Regions from separate parts of the Sus scrofa genome. Here region 2 is linked to region 1. A link is a contact called in public promoter capture Hi-C data. All regions are on one chromosome and are shown on one strand. Each heading gives the region's core, a stretch centred on a gene start, on an enhancer-like site or on the middle of the called end of the contact. The rest is flanking DNA. Distances are from core to core; before and after follow the strand shown.

The links. Promoter capture Hi-C pulls out the DNA fragments that hold promoters and counts their contacts.
Region 2: a contact with region 1 is called in a promoter capture Hi-C map of liver, with 3 times the contacts expected there. The contact joins the promoter of EVA1C here to the promoter of PAXBP1 in region 1. A contact is called at or near these places in 1 of 5 promoter capture datasets (liver) and 3 of 47 Hi-C or Micro-C datasets (heart right ventricle and liver).

What each region holds. Positions count from the first base shown.
Region 1 is chr13:196,368,918-196,373,757 of Sscrofa11.1, forward strand. It overlaps PAXBP1 (PAX3- and PAX7-binding protein 1), which reads right to left and starts at 2,341. Exons shown (of 18, transcript XM_003132753.5): 1 at 1,861-2,341; 2 at 256-384. The coding sequence starts at 2,200. LOC106505849 (a long non-coding RNA gene) reads left to right here and starts at 2,478. Exons shown (of 4, transcript XR_001300667.2): 1 at 2,478-2,729.
Region 2 is chr13:196,065,767-196,070,553 of Sscrofa11.1, forward strand. It overlaps EVA1C (protein eva-1 homolog C), which reads left to right and starts at 1,877. Exons shown (of 8, transcript XM_021070917.1): 1 at 1,877-2,397. The coding sequence starts at 2,238.

The DNA of each region.
Region 1 (4,840 bases), core at 1,091-3,590:
GAGAATTTAATCTTTGCAGCAGAAACATCCCAGTGGCAATGATTCTGTCTTTCTAAAAAAAATGCATTTACAATTTTTAAAAAGGCATTTGCAACTGTGTTAGAGCTAAATAAAAGAACTGTATCATTACTCAATTTGGATCCTTGACAAGAGCAGAGTCAAATGAACACATTGACTATAATACACCAAATCCATTTAATCCCTGTGAGAAAGGGGTTTGTCATTTCAAAAGAACCATATTAGTCTGGTACTCACTGTCGGCCAATGAGTTGAGCTCGGTCTTAATCTTCGATTTCTCAAGATCTTCTTTATATTCTTTCTTAAGCAATTTTACTATCTTTTTGCTATAACTTGATTTCTTCACTTTGAAAACTTCTTCATTTTCTTAAAAAATAAAAAAATTAAACGCAGTCTGTAGTAACCATTTTCAGACAGTATCTTCCACTCTAACTTTCAAATTCGTCCAAATATATACACATACATTTCAAATTATGACATAATTTAAAGTTATTTCACGTGTCACAGGCTCTCAAAAACTGAGTCAACTTCATAAATTAGTCTGGAATAATGCCAATTTGAGACTTCTTGAAAAGCCATGATACTGCACACAATTTTCCTAGGTCCTATTGTCTTCCCTAAATCATATTTCAGCAAGGGGGGGAAAAAAAGTCACTGAAAAAGCACCTAACTACCAAATTATTAAGGTATCTGAAACAAAATATCCAAAATCAAAAGGTGCTAGTTAACACAGTTGGCAAGTCTGAGTAACTCTATATCAATCACAAACTGACATGTTGTTATTTCAATACTAAGCTGAGAAAGAATCACTTTTCAAAAACAAGTTTTGATGATGTGGCCATCATCTTTAATTTGAAAACGTTAAAGTCAAACAAAAATACTTTAGCAAATTGTTCCTGTATCACCAAAAACAAAAAAATGGCTGGACTCCTCTCCAAAAAAAAAAAAAAAATCACACAAAAGCCAAAGACAAACTGCCTATTACTAGAAACAAGAAAGCGTTCCTGCATCGAGATGTGAGATTTACAAGTCTTGATTTCGTTTTTTACAACATACACTTAATTGGGTTATATTACACACTCAACAATTTGGCAAGTGAAATGACTTACGGCTCATTTAGGATCAGAAATCTAAATCCACTGCAGCCTGGCCCCTCACACCGCCTCGCTTCATTGTCCAAGCGTCAATTTGAGGAAGCCTGCACGTTTGTAGCCCCATTCACTTTCATGGGTAAACTGAGGCTCGGCGATCGCCAGGGACTAGTTCAAGGTCACTCAGAACCAGTTCTTCAACCAGAGCTTCTGTTCCCAAATCTAGTACTCCTCTTTACACACCCTGCCTTCCTGAGCAAGGATGCCTGACAAGGACCAGGAGACCAAGAGACCTACCTACTGGGTACAGTGACCTGGGTCACTACTGGGTACAGTGCATATACCACTGGGTACACTGACCTGCAGAGGGCTCAGAGAACGTGCCAAGAGCAGTCAGGGGATACGACTCGAGTTCTCCCTAAAACACACCTGCCAGGAAGAGGCAGAGTAGGGAACACGGAATTTTTTCTTGAAAAACTCTAAATGACTAATCTGAGATCCGGCCCCTCGGAGTAGAAAATGTTCGAGACGACGAAAAGGAGGCGGTAGTTAAGAAAAGGTTGGTGGCGGCGCAGGAACGCATCCCCTGCCAAAGCAGAAGGCCGGAGGCGGGGAAAACGTACAGCAGATCCGGCGGGAAAGGGCTCCTTTCTCGGGGGCTGAGGCTGAGCGTCAGGGGAATGCGGAGACCCGCGGTCGGGGCCGGGGAAACGGATGTCGGGGTCTGGGGGCGCTGAAGCGCGGCAGTTACCTTCGTCCTCGTCCTGGAAGCTGAGCAGGCTGGCCCGGGGCACCTCTTTGTTCTCGCGCGGCCTCTTGCGCGGCTTCAGCCCGTTGCCGGGCTCCGCGCCGCCCGGGAAGCAACCCCCGGCCTCGGTTCCGGGGCCAGGAGCCAGCGCGGAGGGTGGCGGCGGCAGCCCCGGGCCCAGCAGTGACTCCCCCCCGGGGGCCCTGTCGCCGGGGCCCGGCTCTTCGCCGGTGCCCGGCGGCGGCAGCAACGGTGGAGGCTCCTGCTCTTCATCACGCTCTCGCTCCTCCTCCTCCGAGTCATTCCGCTTGCGCACGTTCACTCGCCGGGCCTTTCGGAACATGCCTGCGGCCCGCACCGCGGTCGTATGCCCACTCCTACACGGCAGCCCCGGCAGCGCCGAGCTCGCGACAGCGCGCACGCGCGCTCTCCCGAGCTCCAGCCAGGTCCAGTCTTTGCCCCAGCTACCGCGCACCACCGAACCCGCATGCGCTCCGCTCTCACTACGTGGAGAGAACACCGCCCCTCTCGCGAGAACGTCAGCTTTTTGCACTGCCCTCTGTCGGCCTGGAGGACTATTGGCAGGCAACTCTGGGACTCTAGTGCTCTCCGACGGGTCACAAAGAGGATCATAGAGACGAAAAGAAAGAGTAAACCCGGCGTCCCTCAGCCCAAGGTGCTGCAGTGCGTCTTCCGCACTTACGCAGACTAGTCACGCGAGGAAACTCCCGCCAAGCGCTGAGAGAGGCAAATACAAGGGGGAGGGGGCGGGAGGCGGAGCGAGAGGAGGAGCGGGAGGAGGAGCCCGAAGGTGAAGCCTTTGGTGAGGGTGCGTGGAGCCCAGAGGGTGTGCTGAACTGAGGTGTTGTATGGTAATTATTACTAACTCTGTTGAGTAACACTTAGTATTTCTGCAGCTTAATGGCTACAGAGAACTTTCAAAAACAGTGAATTTCATTTATGATCAGATATTACCTGGCCTGATGTTTTTAGCCCCCCTCCCTCTAATACAACGAAAGCAAAAGTGTTTTGGTGTTTTCCAAAGAATGCCAGGTTTGCTAGGAGTTCTGACACATGGCTGATTTCAGAAACGGAAGGAAAAATCGACTTGAGGACTGGGGATGGTTGTGACACATTTCAGCCTTGTGCCACAGAGGTTAACAAACTTAACTGGCAACGGTGGATCCGGGTGTTTGAAGTTGAACTCGCAAGCTTACTCATTGTATTAGCAAACACAGGGCCTTTTCCTTCACTCATGTGTGTAAGTGCGAATTTGTTGTCATGTCTCAAAATTTAAAAGGTAACAAAGGACATTCATATAGTGAAACAAACAAACAAACCATCCATCCCTAGAAGCCCTGAAGGTTGCAGGCAATGTTAAAAGTTTCTCACGATCCTGCAGAGACAGCCTATGAATGTAGAAGCAAAGATGTATATTTTTGTGAATTACCTTTTTCCCACAGTGTGCAAACAGTGCATTTTAGTCTAATTGAAGATCAGTTATATTTGTATGTAAAATGGTGTCTCTTCTTTTACCCAGCTGCATAGTGATCCATTGTTTGAAAGTACCATAATTTATTTAGCCAGTTGCATAAAAAAATTGGTATTAAAGGAGTTCCCTGGTGGCCTAGCAGTTAAGGATCCAGCATGGTCACTGCTGTGGCTGGGGTTCCATCCCTGGCCTGGGAACTTCCACATGCTGTAGGCGTGAGAGGGGTGGGGGAAAGGCATGAAATTTATTTCCAGTCTTGCTATAATTATCAATGCCACAACGAAAAGCTTCAAAAAATGATCACTAGTAGCATGAACTAGATCTCAAGGTATGCAGTTGTAATTTTGCTAATTCTAAGTTGCTGTTTTTAACAGCTGTGCCAATTTGTATTCCTACCCGAGTGCCTATTCACCTACATCATCCTGTCAAAATGTCACTTGAGATTTAAGTTCCAAGTTTGAAGCAAAAGATCCCAAACTCAAGACTTTCTGTGTCATACTCACCTGCCTCTTTTCTCTGGTTTTCCCTGATTGGGTTTGAGATCTGCCCACCCATGACTCACTTTTGGAAACTGGAAGAATGGTCTAGGCCTAGAGTAGCCTCTGTAACATTTTCTCCCAGTTAATAGGCAAAGTTAATAACATCTGGCTTTCATTCTCCTCATATTACTCCAAGTTCTAATATTCTGGCTGTTCAGCATTGATTTAAGTTCTGATTCGAATGGCGTGTTCCATTGGTGAAACCGAACTCCCGTTTCCATTACAAAAGATTTAAATTGTGCCTGGTCAGCCTCTAGACACCACCTTCAGAGCCAAGAGACAGATTTGTAGTAACATGATGAGGACAGGGGTAACAAAGATGAGGTCCAGAGCAGAAATGTGCATATCTTGGCCTAAAACTTCAAAAAGCTCTTCCACTGTAAAAGAGGTGATTGAATTTGGATAGAGAGGCAAAGACTGGTCTTTTAAAGCAAAGCAACGTATTAAAAGACAACATGTATTTATAGCTTTGACAGTCTACCTCTTCAGATAATTGAAGGGCAAAGTTAAACACTTAAAAGTTATCTTGGTGCCAAAGAGAGCCAAAGGTCCTTCCGGAGGTTATGGACCTTGTAGAAATTAAATTCCTGAAACTCAGGCTTTAATTGCCTATCAGCCAGTGTATTATCTGAAACTAATGATTTTATAAAATGCTCTGTGCTTTGAGTATGAAACTGATTTGTTTGTCGAATATAGTACGTGATCACCGTTTAACGCTGGAATGCTTTTAGTGTTCTGGGAAGACAAAGACTGCTTCCATAGAACTGTTATATTGGTCGTTTTGTTTGAATCCATCAGTTCAGTTTTGTTTTTTTTTTAAGTCATCTTTCCAAGCAATCATTCTGCTTCATTTTGTTCACCAAATTGTGACTTTACATGAATGAATGGACCCATAAATTCAGATGAAATAGGCAAACTAGCTGTGTTTGTTGTTTGCTGACTCAGTATTAGA
Region 2 (4,787 bases), core at 627-3,126, 300 kb before region 1:
AGATGTTCACTCCCCACAGATACCTAGCTTTCGTTTGGCCAACTCTTCCCATCTTTCTCAACCATCTTGTCTTATAAAGGTCCCTAGCACCTCCCTCTCCTGCTCCTTCCCTCCCCTCTCTGGCTCCTTCTCATGGCCCCTTGTCATTCACTTGGCATTACCTGTTCTACCTTGGTCTTCCTGGCTGTACCAATGACCACTACTGACTGAATGCTTGCTCGTTCCAGGCCCAGTCCTACCCATGTCACCCGTATCAACTCATTAAATCCACACAGTGAGCCTGGGACATTTACAGATAAGGAAGCCAGGGGATGCTGTCACAGCAGCAGTGCTCCCACAGGCATCTGGAAGCCTGTGCATCCCTATGGGACAGTTGGTGGCAGCCCCTAGGCCTGAGGGAGCCTGGTTCCCTTCTGGTGCCAGCACTCCCAGTTCCCAGCAGAGGATCTGGCACACAGGGGTACCGAATTCACATCTGAAGTAAATGAACGGAATGGAAAGAATGTAAGGGAACTGAGTTTTGAGCAAACGTCCCTTACCGAACGGCTTTTAAGTGCCAGGCATCCTTACCCACCCTCCTTGCCTCAGTTTCAGAGACCTAGAAAGTAGGCAGGAATACTTACATCCAAGGGTTATTGAGAAGGTTGAGTACTTTAATGTAGATTTTAAAAAATCATTGTGTTTGGCAGGCTGGGTCCTACGAACAAATACTGATCTTTGCATCCCCCCATTCCCACTCCCATTCCCAAGACAGGGAAGAAGGGGCCGGCATCTCAGTTCCCCCCACCCTGCCCCGGGGACCCTGGAGCACTAGGTGGGACCCTATGACATCCGGTCCTCCACGATCCCTGCGGCCGGCCTCTAAGAGGGTCCTACAGGTAGGCCAGCGAGTCTCGGTTTTCTTTCTCCAGGCCTCCGCGCCTCCTTCTGCGGCGTACGCGGGGCAGTTCGGACGGAGCCTGCGGGCGCACTGTGCCTGGTCCCGCCCTTGGGCCTCATTATCTACATTTCCGCGTCAAGCCTGCCGAGAACTTGGCAGGCCCTCCCGCGGTGTTCCGGAACACTTTGTGCCCAGCGCCCGCCGGCCCGGCTCTCCTCCCTCCCGCCGGCGCCGCCTGGCCCGGACGCCCCGCGTAATCCGCCGGTTTGGGTCGGTGGACCCCAGGGACCACAGCCGGCATTTCCCCCCCCACCCCACGCACTTGTCTTCGGTTCCCCCGAAGCCAGGCTCTGCAATCTGCTCCTCCTCTTCGGGCTGGGTGTCCAAACGTGGGTTACACCGCGCGTAATCGAGAGGTTCAGAAAGATGCTGTGGCCCATTTTAAAACAAAGCCCAATTATTAGCTTTCGGCGGCTGTTTGTGCCGGTCCAGTGTCAGATCCCCTGAGCGCGGCGGACAACCAATACGCAAAAGAAAACAGTTGCAGCAAAAAGAAATCGGCTCTGGAGCCGCCTGATCCAGAGAACAATGCCTGCCCCGCGATGGTTCCCGTCCTGGCTGCCTAAGACTTAGCAATGCTCTGAGTCTCAGTCTCCTCTTCTGTGAAATGGGGATAACTGTGCGAGCCTGGCGATTCGGCACGTGGAGCGCTGCAGGTCGCAAAGACGTCAATGCTGAGTTCCACACCTCCGGGTCCCCACCGTCCCGCGGCCCCCACCTCGGCCTCGGCCCCGCCCCGGGGCGACGGGGCTCTACGCGCAGCGCTGGCTCCAAAGTGCGTCACCGGCACCGGCCGCGCTCCTCCAGCGGCCAGGGCGAGGCTGGCACGGGGCCAGCGGGCCCGGCCGGGGGTGCCGGACCGTCTCGGGGCGGGGACCCGGGCGGGAAGGGCGCTCAAGTTGCGCGGCTCGCGGCGCGCTGCTGGGGGCGCCCTCTGCGGCGGGCGGCGCGCCAGGGACCAGCCTCCGCAGCCTCGGAGCGTGAGAGGCTACACTTTCCCTTCGCCCCCCGCCCTCGTTTCCTCCCGCGCGGCCGCAGCGGAGATTTCCTCTCGGGGAAACTACGCGGATCCTTCCCGGGGCTCGTGGCCCCGCCCCAGTTCTCCGCCCCCTCCTCTCTGCTGGGGAGCCGGTGCCGGCCCGCGCCGGGGAGGAGGCTCTGGCAGCCTGGGCCAGGAGGTGGCAGGGGGCCGCGGATCCGCCGGCTACCGACTCGTCCTGCCATGTGACGCTGCCCTCCGCCCAGCGACCCCCGGCGCGCCCCTGGCCCGCGCTCGCGCTCCTTCGCGCTGCGCACCATGCTTCTGCCGGGACATGCGCGCCCACTGCCCGCGCCCCAGCCCGCACAGCATCCCGGCCTCCGCAGGCAGGTAGAGCCGCCCGGGCAGCTGCTGCGCCTCTTCTACTGCACTGTCCTGGTCTGCTCCAAAGAGATCTCAGCGCTCACGGACTTCTCCGGTAAGAATCGACCTCCCTCCCTGTGTGCCCCCGGCGCCGCCGTGCACCCAGCTGAACCCTAGGTTGAAGGGGGGCGGACGCCCGAGGGGTCAAGGCCGGGTTGGTTTAAAGTTGGGGCGCAATCAAAGCTGGTTTTCTTGCCCAGTGTGAAACCTTAGTATATGTAGCTGCGTGTGGGGTGGCAGCAGGGGATGCCCCACCCCCGAAGGAAGGGTCCATATGGTGTTTGGAGTTTCTCTTCCAGTGAGTTGACCTCGTCACTTTCCCAGTGGCAGGACCCGGCTCTGATGGGTGAGGGTCCGCTGGTAGCTCCTTAAGTTGATAAGCTGAGACCTGTGCCCCTCTTGGCGCTGTTGGTACACGTGTTGGTTCACGTTGCACTTGGTTTGCCATCCGCATAGTCTGAGTGTGCCCCGACCAGCCTCTCGGGTGCCCATGTAAGGAGACCAGCCCAGGAGACCCTTGACCTGAAGTCTATACGGACACGGGCTGGGAGGTCTGGTGGAGATGCAGTGGGAGATGAGTTAGAAGCTTACAGAACAGAGAGGAGACTCGGTAACCTCTCTTCACTAACCAAAAGTACCAGCATCTGCCCCTGGCAGCCCCAATGCCTTAACCAAAAATAACGACCTCCCCCCCACCCCCCAGTAATGGGTGAGGTTTTTCTTTTTGGTGACTGGGACCAAGGGCCCCGGCAGCTGATCTCGGTCAGTTCTGGGATGGTAGGTGTGGTGCTGCAAAGTGAGAGAAGTTTCTGGGTTGATGAGGGCTATAGGAGCTGAATTTTTACAGCCGGGCTTGCTTAGCCCAACAAGGTCCCTGTATCAGACCTGGGTTTCCCCCTGGCCAGGTTGGAGGCCTTTCACCCTTTCCTCACCCCTTCCCAGCCCAGGAAGCAGCCCTGAACCCCACGCTCCCCCTTCTCCAGCATCTTCTGCCAAGTCCATGCTCCTGTATCCCTGCCTCAGGGTCTTTTGCAATATAATCATGGTCACTCCTCAGCCCTATTGGTGCGGTAGACTCCTACATGGCAGGGGACCCTGGCAAAGCAGAGCTGAGTTGGGTTTCTAGTTTACTTACAGAGAATGTCATTGTTAGCTGAGAGCCCTTGGGTCAGAGGTTCTTTGCTTTGAATATTTAATATCAAGGCAGTGTTTCTACCTAGCAAAAGAAGCCAAGATATGCCTGTTTGGCAAGGAAACTGTGGTCCTTAAAATCCAGCACCAGAGGGTTAGAGCATTGTGGTAAATGTGCTGGGAAATGCTGAATTTCAAGTGCTATCGACTTTTGATTTTTTGTAAGAGAACTTTCTTGGCTGCTAGAAAAGTTCTGTCTTTGCTGATGTAAGCTATAGAAAGCAGTGCTGAATTCAGCCACCATCAGGCTCTGAATATTGTTAAGCAAAGAACTGAAAGCCGACAAGCCCTTCTTTTGTGACATCATTGTAACTGAACAAATATTGCTTGAGGTAAATTGCGGTGTAACCATTAGATTGTTTTCACAGATTATAGACCCTTAGCGTTTGTTTCTTTAGTGAAGCAGTTACAATCCTTGAAGCAGGCTGCAGGTTACCACCCCAGCCTGGGATTGTCTGTATGCAGCAACTGTTGTTACAGAGGGTGAAACTTGAGTTATCAAACTGGGATGCTCTGTCCTGGGAAATAGCTGTTTTCGTACATGGTTTTCTACATGAATAAATGATAAGAGGAATTTTCTTCTGCTTTCAATGGGAACCTACATTCCAGGGTTTAAAACTCCCCGAGCCAGTGTTTGATGGGAGGTGATATTGCCAGATCTAGCCACAAGGAGCTCCCATTTTTCCTCTGGTCAGCCTTACTCTGGAGATCTGAAGATCAGGGAGAAAGTGTCAGGGAGCCTCTTGGGGAGAGCGAAAGAAAAATAACCTCTTAAATCACAGACATGTCTAGATGGAAATTCTTTGTGTGGCATTCGGAAAATGTCAGAAAAGGCTCAACTGAGGAGAAAGATGAAGTCTTCCGAAGTTGATTGATTTGACTTGAGACTTAATTGACCTGTAGAGATCCCCTTACCATGTGACATACAGCATCCAGGAAAATTCCTGTGCTCTGAAGATGACAGTCTGAGTGTTCCCTTGAATGTTTTAGTTGAAGCAGTGGCTCTTGATCACGTGACTCCCCACTCCAGCCCACCCCTCTCCCATCCCTGTGGCCTCAGAGCCTGATGCCCTGTTTTCCTGGGGACAAGCGGTCCTGTTCCTTTTTATGAACTTGGAGGGCTGTGTAGAAATCAGTGCCTATAAAGAGACAGCGGACCCTCCCCCGTGGAGCTTGATGGCAATAGCTGAGCACTGGAGAGCAGCATCTGACCATGCAGTTACTTGCTTACTTTTCTAAACAAGGAAACATCAA